2 separate regions of the Hordeum vulgare genome follow, and region 1 is linked to region 2. The links are chromatin contacts, called in public Hi-C maps. All regions are on one chromosome and are shown on one strand. Each heading gives the region's core, a stretch centred on a gene start, on an enhancer-like site or on the middle of the called end of the contact. The rest is flanking DNA. Distances are from core to core; before and after follow the strand shown. Region 1 has its middle 71 kb from the start of LOC123398024. Region 2 holds the start of LOC123398024 (endoglucanase 22-like).

Region 1 (5,077 bases), core at 1,944-4,443, 71 kb before region 2:
ATGCAAGCGAATAATTTCACGAAAGAACAAATCAACCACATTATCAACATCATCACTTTTATGACATTGTATAAAGTGTGCCATTTTTGAAAATCTTTCCACGATAATAAATATGCTATCCCTCCCCTTCTTTGTTCGAGGTAAACGTAAAACAAAGATCATAGATATATCCTCCCAAGGAATACTAGATACAAGCAAAGACATATATAAACCATGAGGATTGAGTCATGACTTAGCTTTTTGACATGTCGTGTAGCGAGCTCTAGTAATTGGTCTCGTATGTATATCAGCTGGGGTTGTAGGTGTAACAATGATATTGATGTCTTCAACAAGACGTATCAGTTTGTTTTCCAAAGATCTTTGCTAATGGCTTCTTTTGGTTCTGTTTCTTTAAGCAAAAACCTCTTTGTGTCTGGCACTATGGCATTATATGTTAGTATGCTAGATTATCCTGGAGATGATATCCTAAGATATGCTAGGGGATGATGTTTGGAGTGTGCCTTTTGGTTGGGGATGGAGATGCCTGATGGTGCATACCTCTCTTGTGGTCTTTGCGGGTGTTGGTAGGTAGTGGTCCTTGCTAGCTCCCTTGGATCACGATTCGTTTTATATTTCCTGTTATGTTCTACTCCTTCCGTTTCTAAATATAAGTCTTTAAAAAGGTTTCATTAATGGACTACATACGGATATATATAGACATACTTTAGAGTGTAGATTCATTAATTTTGCTCCGTATGTAGACCCCTAGTAAAATATCTTAAAAGACTTATATTTAGGAACGAAGGGAGTAGTAGCTATGTAAATATATTGTGGTTTCGTGTGTGATGGGAATAGTAGAGGAAGCTCCATTTATAAAAGGTGTAATATGTGCCATAATCAATTAGAAATGCTCAAACTATAGTCAATATAATATGTATCATAATCAACTAGAAATACCCAAAAATAGGCTATAGCCTGTAAAAAAATGTTAGGCTTTGAATATTTGAATACACACTTCCCAAATCCAGGTGCAGAAGACAAAATACTCTCATTCCATACATCAGGTGTAGTTCAAACTTCACACCTAAGCCACTCAAAAGATTAGCTAGAACCATTACAAACACAACACAAAGGGTCCTATCCAAAACAAATCATAATTGACGTGTCTTGACAAACACCGATTACATCACAGAGAAACAACTTCAATATAACTTCCCTTGCCGACACACGAACCACACTTGAATGCCTAAATAGAGACGACAAGTGGGTCATAGGACTCGGTCGGTTCCGAGAAGCAATCGCCTAGGGCTCACTCGCAACAGCGTACACATAGGCCATAAAGGTCAACCCGAACCAACAACAAGCACCGGAGATCCACAACACAAAACCTCCAAGCCATATCTAGGATGCTCCCAACAGAGGAATAACCAAATCTAGACTTTTACCCAGAGAGAACAACCGAAGCTAGACTTTCACCGAGAGACAACAACCCAAGCGAGGAGGAGAATAAGACGCACCTCTGTGACACCACCAAGGAGGGGAACGACACCCTGTCGTCACCGCCAACACCAACTGAAGATGGGCATGATTTTCATGTGCGACCACCAAAGAGGGGAACGACACCCCGTCGTCACCACCAACACCAACTGAAGATGGCCATGATTTTCATGTGCAATGTCGCACACCTCCAACCCTTCCTATCAGATTGGGGCAACAGTGCCCATGTTGGATCACTCCACCGCCTACGCCACAACACCTCACCATCTTAACCATAACAGTACACGAACACCCCGCACTACCAAGGGCACACGACCCATCTTCCATCTCCTGCACTGCCGGGAAACCGAACCTCCGTACCTTCCTCCACCTCCACTCCTCCAGCACGACCAAGGGCCGCGAACACCACATCTAGGCGGACAACCCTGCAACAACCACGACCATGAGACCTAGATCGGTATCAGATCTGGTTTACGCCGGCGCCTCCATGAGGACACCACACCTCATGCTATCCACCATAGCAATTCCCGTCCGCCACTCGCTGAACACCTGCTTGCTGAGCATCGCTGCCTTCATGGCCTAGTCGCGACAGCCGGGCGGTGGCCATGGGATCACGGGGAAGGAGCGTTTGCTGGCCTTAGCTAGGTTTGCTTCTCCGAAGTCGCCCACGCGAGCGGCTTGGGACGAAGTGGGGAACCTTGTGTGGGGTTCTGGCCAGAAATTTGTTTGGGGGTGATCTGCGCCGGCACGCCGGCCAAACTTTCGGTCGGCTGCGTGCGGGTCGTAGGATCCACCAAACCCCGCGCGTCTGCACCGTTGGATCCGCATGCAACATTTTTCTTCCTATGCAGCAAATTTTTGATGCGATGCAGCAATTTTTTCAACGGTTGCAACAAAAAACAAAATTTATAGCAAAAAAATATCTACGTGATCGTAGCAAAAAAACAAAGCTGATGGTACGTGGTAGCAAAAGTCAAACGCCGGTTGTAGCAAATATTTACGTGACGTGTATGCAACTTTTTTAGTGAACGGTTGCAACAAAACATGATGCCGGTTGTAGCAAAAAATAATACGGTTGTAGCAAAAGTAAAAAAACATCGATTGTAACAAAAATCCCACGAACTGGAGTTGCAACAAAACGTATATGTAGTTTTTTTTACTGGGACAAAAAAATAATAAAAAAATATTTACAGCAAAAATAACGCTGATTGCAACAAATTTAAATAAAAAATGTTGCATCCATTAATCAACGAAACGTGTGAGTGGGAAAAATGTTGCAAAGCCCGCGCGCGAGGGACGGCCGACGCGTCGGTTCGGCCGGCGCGCGGGTGGGAAACGATTCCCAATTTGTTTTGTCAATCCTTAGCAAGTTAGCACGTCCACACCTGCATCTTTCTTTTATATAGTCATCATTTGATGGGTGAAATGAAACATCAATCGTCGACTTTTGCTTAAGAGTTGTCAAATTCTAATCTTTTGACAGCAGTTCGCCGTTTGGATTTTGTATGTCACAAACTGATTCATTTTAATCGCTACACTTTCACGGTCTTCTGTATCAGAAACCGCAGTTACCATTTTGTCGGTTTGGTCGATCGGTCAGCAACTAGCACACCCTGTTTCTTGCTGAGGGACAGCGACTCGCTAACGCATGATCCTGGGCTCTGAAAGAAAATGACTTGTGACCTAACTGTCAGCTGATGGTGGAACACATCGCGTCACCTTTATCTAGCTAGCATGCGAATTTGTCACCGCTGGAACTGTGTATGATCTACACGTAGAGTTGATAATTGCCTTCCATGCAGATCAATCATGCATGGTGAGCATGGACGTCTAGTCGTCTACCTATTGCCACCGTAACTAGCTAAGGCGAGCTTGACGGAAAGATGATTTTTTAATAAACCAACAAAATATACTTAAACAAAAGTGCATAGTTGGGGTTTTGGTCAAAGTCAAACACCATCAGATAAAACCTGCGTGGCCGCGTGAAAGGCTGAAAGCAGCTGGTTACATGTGGTATAACCAAAAGATTGCTTGTGTTTATTATTGACCTGTATTGTGTCGAAATAACAAGTTGAAGAACGATTACTCCTACCTTTCTAGATTGCGAAAGTGGCGCACTACATGTAGTGAAGGAAAAACTCTCAGATTGCGACATGTGGCACGCATGTCTTTTTTTTTTTGTAGATCCGTATTTTAAAATATTTTATTTCTTAAACCGTGCGTTCAAATCTTGAACTGTTTTCACCGTTGGGTTTCTCACGCCGATATCTTCAAAACTAGATCTTATGTTAATAGGTTTTGACAAACTTTTTTCACGAAAAAAACCAGCTAAAAAAATCGGCGTTTTTTCCTTTCTGAGAGGCACGGCCGTGCCTCTCGAGGAAAAAACAGAGAGCAGAAAACGTGTTTTTTCCCTTTCCGAAAGGCACGGCCGTGCCTCTCGCGGAAACAAAATCGTGCCTCTCGAGGAAAAAGCAGAGAGCAGAAAACGTGTTTTTCCCTTTCCGAGAGGCACGGCCGTGCCTCTCGCGATAGCAAAACCGTGTCTCTCGCAGAAATAGAGAGAAAGAGAGAGAGAGAGAGAGAGAGAGAGAGAGAGAGAGCAGAAAACGCGTTTTTCTCCTTTGCGAGAGGCACGATCATGCCTCTCGTGATAGCAAAACCGTGTCTCTCGCGGAAACAAAACCGTGCCTCTCACGAAAAAAAGAGAAAGCAAAAAACACATTTTTTTTCCTTTCCGAGAGGCATGATCGTGCCTCTCGCGGAAGTAAAATCGTGCCTCTCACAGAATTTTTTTTTCAAAAAACACGTTCTTTCATTTTTCGAGAGGCACGGCCGTACGGAAAAAAACCATTTTAATAGTCGAAAACACGTGTGAAAAAATAAAAAAATAAAATACAAAGAGAACACTCAGAACGCGACATGTGACGACGGCTGAGAACGCGTCAAGTGATGACGCGCAGAAGTGATAGTTGGAAGGCTACCGAAAGAATGCTCGCTAACTAGTTGCTCCCGCATTATATCAGTGTATATTTTTACCAATTGGCATCTGGGCCAATACTCGCAGACCTACATAAGCGAAGCGTGGGTTAGTTGATCGTTTGGCCATTTATGTCCAAATTCCCCTAGGCCGAGCGATAGGCGGGGTAAACCCACGTGGCTTCGGACGGCTACGCATGCTCCAACTCCCAAATTCCTCCTCCCCTGCAAAGGCGGCCGCCGGTTCAGCAATTAACGACCAAACTGATCATGAGAAGTACTCCCTCCGTTCCTAAATATAAGTCTTTTAAGCGATTTCACTAGATGTCTACATACGGAGCAAAATGATTGAATATACACTCTAAACTATGTCTATATATATCCGTATGTAGTCCACTAGTGCAATCTCTACAAAGACTTATATTTAAGAACAGAGGGAGTAAATTCGTATCTTCTCAACCAGAAAAGGAAAACCACCCCAGTCCTATTGGTTGATGAGTGATGCCTAAGGCTCTGTTTGGTTCCAAATAAGTCACCAACTTATAAGTTAAAAAGTGTAAAAAATGACTTATTTTATCAAACAGGTCCAACTTATAAGTCACCCCAACTTATAAGTCATAAG
Region 2 (4,924 bases), core at 1,149-3,648:
TGTAAGCCATTTCTATACATATAAAACTCTTCTTTTCAGTACATGTACTTGTAACGATATCCATTCTTGCGACACGACGAGATGCGCTTCTATCCCTGACGAAGCCTTCGTGTCAAATTGAGGATAGGGTCACATCTTGGACGTGACATTACACTTGCTACAAAATTGTTGTTACTGTTACCACTGCTATCAATATTATCATATTACTGTGCTACTGATAAATTGTTGCAAGGAAGTGACTTCTCAGGTGTGGTTGAATTGACAACTCGACTGTTAAGGCTTAAAAATATTTCTCTGGCTTCCTTGTGTCGAATCAAGAAATTGGGTCATCAAGATTATTTTCTGTCGCTGTTGTCGAGGAACATGGCTCTATTTATTAAGTTCACTTGGTAGTTCAATTTCTGCTGTAATTTATATTCATTATAAAGAATCTGAAAGACTCTAAGACCAATATCATTTCCTCCAAGACGAGGAGAGGCAAGAAACTGGCAACTAGCTCTACGATTGATTCACCTATTGTCCTTGACGGTTGTTGTCGCCACCCTCTCCTATGCCCCGGTCTTCTTGACATCGAGCTCACTGTTGAATCGTACTCATGCGGGCGAGTCATCTAGAGTAGCAACCGCTTCGTCGGGTCCGTGTGCAAGCCTAAAGTAATGACGCCGCCCTCTCCTATTATTATGATGATGTCCTTGGTTTAGGCGACGATGAGTACAGTTATCTTGTATGTATGATATTACTGTTTAGAAGTTGTCACATTATGCTATTATTAATTTAAATTTATATTTGATATGATTTTTTATTAAAAATATTGTATAAATTTTTTTGAGGACAACAGTTATACTGAAATTGTTAGCTGCGAAACGTTCCCTAAGAATATAATAGGAAGCAAAAGTACCGTTTTGAGCTCGAGTTTGGATGAAGAGTAAAGTAAGAAGAAAATGAAAAAACGATCATGAGATCACATGGAAGGTGTGGGGAAAAAAATCAGTGCTCTAAAATGCTTTCAAATGTTCTAATTATCCACACTATGAGAGGACAAAAGTGACCACACCTCTGAAACAGAAATCTCGCGCAGTTGGTCGCTGAAACTAGCTAATCATGGACATGTGGTTATCACCATCTCGCGTAGTACTACGCGATGGTTAATGGGCTCTGTCTCCGTCGCACCGATCGGCAATGATCACCCTCCCCCGACGTGTCACGCTAAACCCGGCAAAACTCCGCGACTGGCCACAGTGCTTTGAAAGCGCCCGGGAAAAATGGGAAGCGCGGGGCTCAGCACGTAGGCGGTCGCAAGAACGTGCTTGCCAAATGCTGTCCAGACCGCGCAAAGGTTCCGCGCCGACGACACGTAACGAGCGGCGCCGGCGGGCGGCCGGCGAACCGAGTCAATTAGGCGGGCCGTAGAAACCATCATGCGTGTGCGATGGATCGCCGTGATTATTGCGCCCAGATCCGGTGGGGGGCGTGAGTGGGTCGAGACCAGGACGTGCATGGTCGCCGGCGACCGGCGGATCGGCGGGCACGTAGTGACATCCCGCAGTTCGCGAGAGCGCCGTCGGCATCGAGGCGCGTCCACGCCGCGCGATGTCACCTTCGGTTTGCTTGCTTGCTTGCCAGTTCGATTCCCGCCATGGCTGGTGGATACCGACACGTGCACGTCCTGATTAATAGTGGCTTCTGTTCCATACGCCATTTCTCGTCCGCATCTGCTCGTCGGCGCTCGAGCGGAGCACCCTCGCTCCGTCGGTCGCGCCATGCATTGCCAGCCAATGCGCACTCTTTTTTTTTTTTTACCGGAGCTTCGTACGCGTATACCGTGGTCACCACGCACGCCGAGAGCCCAGCTCATCCGATCTGTCCGTGGCCGCGGCCATCCGGCACGCACGCGCCGCGCCGCCCCGCCCATGCCAGGCCGCACCGTCTGTCATGCCCTACCAACGTACTACCGACGTTTGTTTATCATGGCCTCGGCTGCGCCATTGAATGAAGCCCGGTGGGCGTTGGGTACGCGTGGCCTGCCGGTAACAAGAGCGTAGCGTGGGCTCGGAGCACGCCCTGTTTCACTCGATGCCTGTCTGCCTGCCCCTGCACGGCCGGTCAATAATCCCCTCCCCCACTTCGCCAGTCAGTATTAATGTCGCTCACCCACAATCAAGCCGCCGGAGCGGTGATCAGGTCCGTCCAACCACTGACCCTCCCTCCCATCTCCATTCCCCACACCCACCGGGTCGCGCTCCGTGCCGCGCCCCGCCGAGGCCGAGGCCGTGGCCGAGCGCTCTACGCTAGGCAGCGCGCGGGCACCGGCGAAGCGTCTCGTCAGTCGTCACCCATTTGGCCGCGCGCGGGAGCGCGCCGCGGACACGTAAACCAGCGCACAGGCCGCGCGCGTACGTGTCGCGTGGGGTACGCCAACGCCGTATAGACGGCGGCGGTGGTACGTACGTGCGCGGGCCCCGCCCGTCATTTCTCGCGCACCTGGAAAGACTTTGACACTCACTGGCTCGCTTGCTTGCGTGCTTACACGCGCATAATAGCGTCAGTTGCATACACCCCAGCCCGGATCAGGGAGTCAGACGCTTTCAAAGATATAGATAAAGGGAAAGAGAAAGGGTCGCCACTGGAAACCGGGGCAGGAAGCAAACACTCCGGCTGAGCACAAGGGCCTTGATCGCGGGCTTTGCTTTGGGAAGCGTGTGACCGACGCGCTGCCGTGCGTCGGCGCGCGCGCGCTTGCGCGCCATGAGCCGGGGCCGCATCCGGCGGGCAGCTGGTAGCCCCGTGGTCGCCGCGGTGGTGCTCCTGCAGGCGGCCGTCCTGGCACTGTCCCTCGGCTGCGATGGCGCCGCGGTGACCACCGACGCGGAGGCGGAGCCGGACTACCGGGAGGCGCTGTCCAAGAGCCTGCTCTACTTCGAGGCGCAGCGCTCCGGGCGGCTGCCGTACAACCAGCGCGTGAGGTGGCGGGGGCATTCGGGGATCACCGACGGGCTGCAGCAGGGCGTGGACCTGGTGGGCGGGTACTACGACGCCGGCGACCACGTCAAGTTCGGCCTGCCCATGGCCTTCACCGTCACCATGCTCTCCTGGGGCGCCATCGAGTTCGGCGACGACATCGCCGCCGCCGGCGAGTGGCAACACACGCTGGAGGCCATCAAGTGGGGCACCGACTACTTCATCAAGGCGCACACCGAGCCCTTCGTCTACTGGGCCGAGGTACCAACGCACGCACGAACGTCGCCCATTTTCCTTTCTTTCTGTTTTTGTTTTACCGCCACGACGGCCGGCGTCCGATCGCCCGCGCGACCGCTTCGAGGCGACACGGGAAAAGCGGATGCCCGAGGCGACTGCCATTAATTTACTGCTGCGATGCGAATGATGGCGGGCGGATGTCTGACGAGACGGGCCCCGCAGGTGGGGGACGGCGACACGGACCACTACTGCTGGCAGCGGCCGGAGGACATGACGACGTCGCGGAAGGCGTACCGGGTGGACAAGGAGAACCCCGGCTCCGACCTCGTCGCCGAGACCGCCGCGGCGCTCGCCGCCGCCTCCATCGTCTTCCGCGCCTCCAACCCGCATTACTCCGACATCCTCCTCCACCACGCGAAACAGGTAAGTACGTCCTCTACGTGCTTATAATAACTCATCACCAGCACGGGACAAGGTAGCTAGCTGTATGCTATGTTCTGACTGCGACCGGTGCAGCTGTTCGAGTTCGGGGACAGGTACAGGGGCAACTACGACAGCAGCATCGCGGAGGTGCGGAGCTTCTACGCGTCGGTGAGCGGGTACCGGGACGAGCTGCTGTGGGCGGCCTTCTGGCTGCACCGGGCAACGGGGAAGGAGGAGTTCCTCCGCTACGCCGTCGACAAGGCCGACTGCTTCGGCGGCGTCGGATGGGCCATGACCGAGTTCAGCTGGGACGTCAAGTATGCCGGCCTCCAGGTCCTCGCCTCCAAGGTACATACTTGTTCCACTATTGTCACGAACTCCCTCCTTCCGCAGATTAACATAAAAACGTTTAAATCACTAGTTTAATAAGTAGTAATTTATAAACGTTTTTTATATTATTAGATTACTAGTTTAGTAAGCTACGTAGAAGAATTTGCTTTCAGAAATAAGTACGTAGTACGAAATTTGCACATCAACATCTTCAATTCCTCCGGCACTGGATGACCCCTCCATGGCTGATCAGTAAATTAAGTTGGTGCTGGTGGTTGAGCCGTGCTACCATGGCCGGGCTAGCCCTATGACCGTGCATGTTCCCCTCCTCGCTGAAACCAGTACGCCTAGACACGAACAGTCCCGCGCTGCCAAGTAGGAGTATTCGCAACAGTACACTTTTTTTCCCCACTCCCACGACGACAAACACTATACGGTTGTTGCTTAAGAAAGGGGAATAAATGTCTCACATGGCTTATACACTTTCTTGCTCCCCGAAAGAAGCCATGTAGGATCCACACCTCCGTACCATGCCTAGCTCGAGCAGGCATTAGGCGCGCTCAGATGCAAAAATCAAACCTGTTCATACACTCCACTACCTACTTGGCAACCTGCGATCCATCCACGAATCAGACTGTGATGAGTGGACTGAGATCCACAGGTATGTATTGTAGCCCCAACACAGGTCGCTGTTCATCATCGACTAAGTCCACTTGTTAGTTTTGGATCGAGTGACCCCTAGCCAGTCAGTAGATCAGGTTCCCGCAATGATGATGGCTGGAGATCAGCGAGGGCGCCCTGCCCCTCACTCACATGGCCGAGCATCTGGATCGATCGGCAGGGCAGGGGGGGCGGAATTTCCCGCCTGAAAGCCGCAGGGTTTTGCTAATTGAGCAGAGGGCTTTGCTTTTCCTGTCCACGTCGGGCTCCGCACCCGCCGCTTTAGGATTGTTCAGTTTCCTTTCCGGAAAAACTT

Evidence for each region. Hi-C and Micro-C count contacts between places; a contact is called where the count stands out from the background.
Region 1: a Hi-C map of leaf shows a contact between it and region 2, with 4 times the contacts expected there. The contact joins the enhancer-like site here to the promoter of LOC123398024 in region 2. A contact is called at or near these places in 2 of 6 Hi-C or Micro-C datasets (both in leaf).

The regions. Positions count from the first base shown.
Region 1 is chr5H:420,494,022-420,499,098 of MorexV3_pseudomolecules_assembly, reverse strand. No RefSeq gene overlaps it. Among protein-coding and RNA genes, the nearest start is that of LOC123398024, 71 kb to the right of the region's middle. Within about 2 kb of position 3,193, at least 2 of the 3 cell types and tissues checked have open chromatin away from gene starts, as enhancers often do. A contact at or near this core is called in leaf, where this site is marked.
Region 2 is chr5H:420,422,778-420,427,701 of MorexV3_pseudomolecules_assembly, reverse strand. LOC123398024 (endoglucanase 22-like) reads left to right here and starts at 2,398. Exons shown (of 4, transcript XM_045092537.1): 1 at 2,398-3,219; 2 at 3,418-3,618; 3 at 3,712-3,966. The coding sequence starts at 2,746.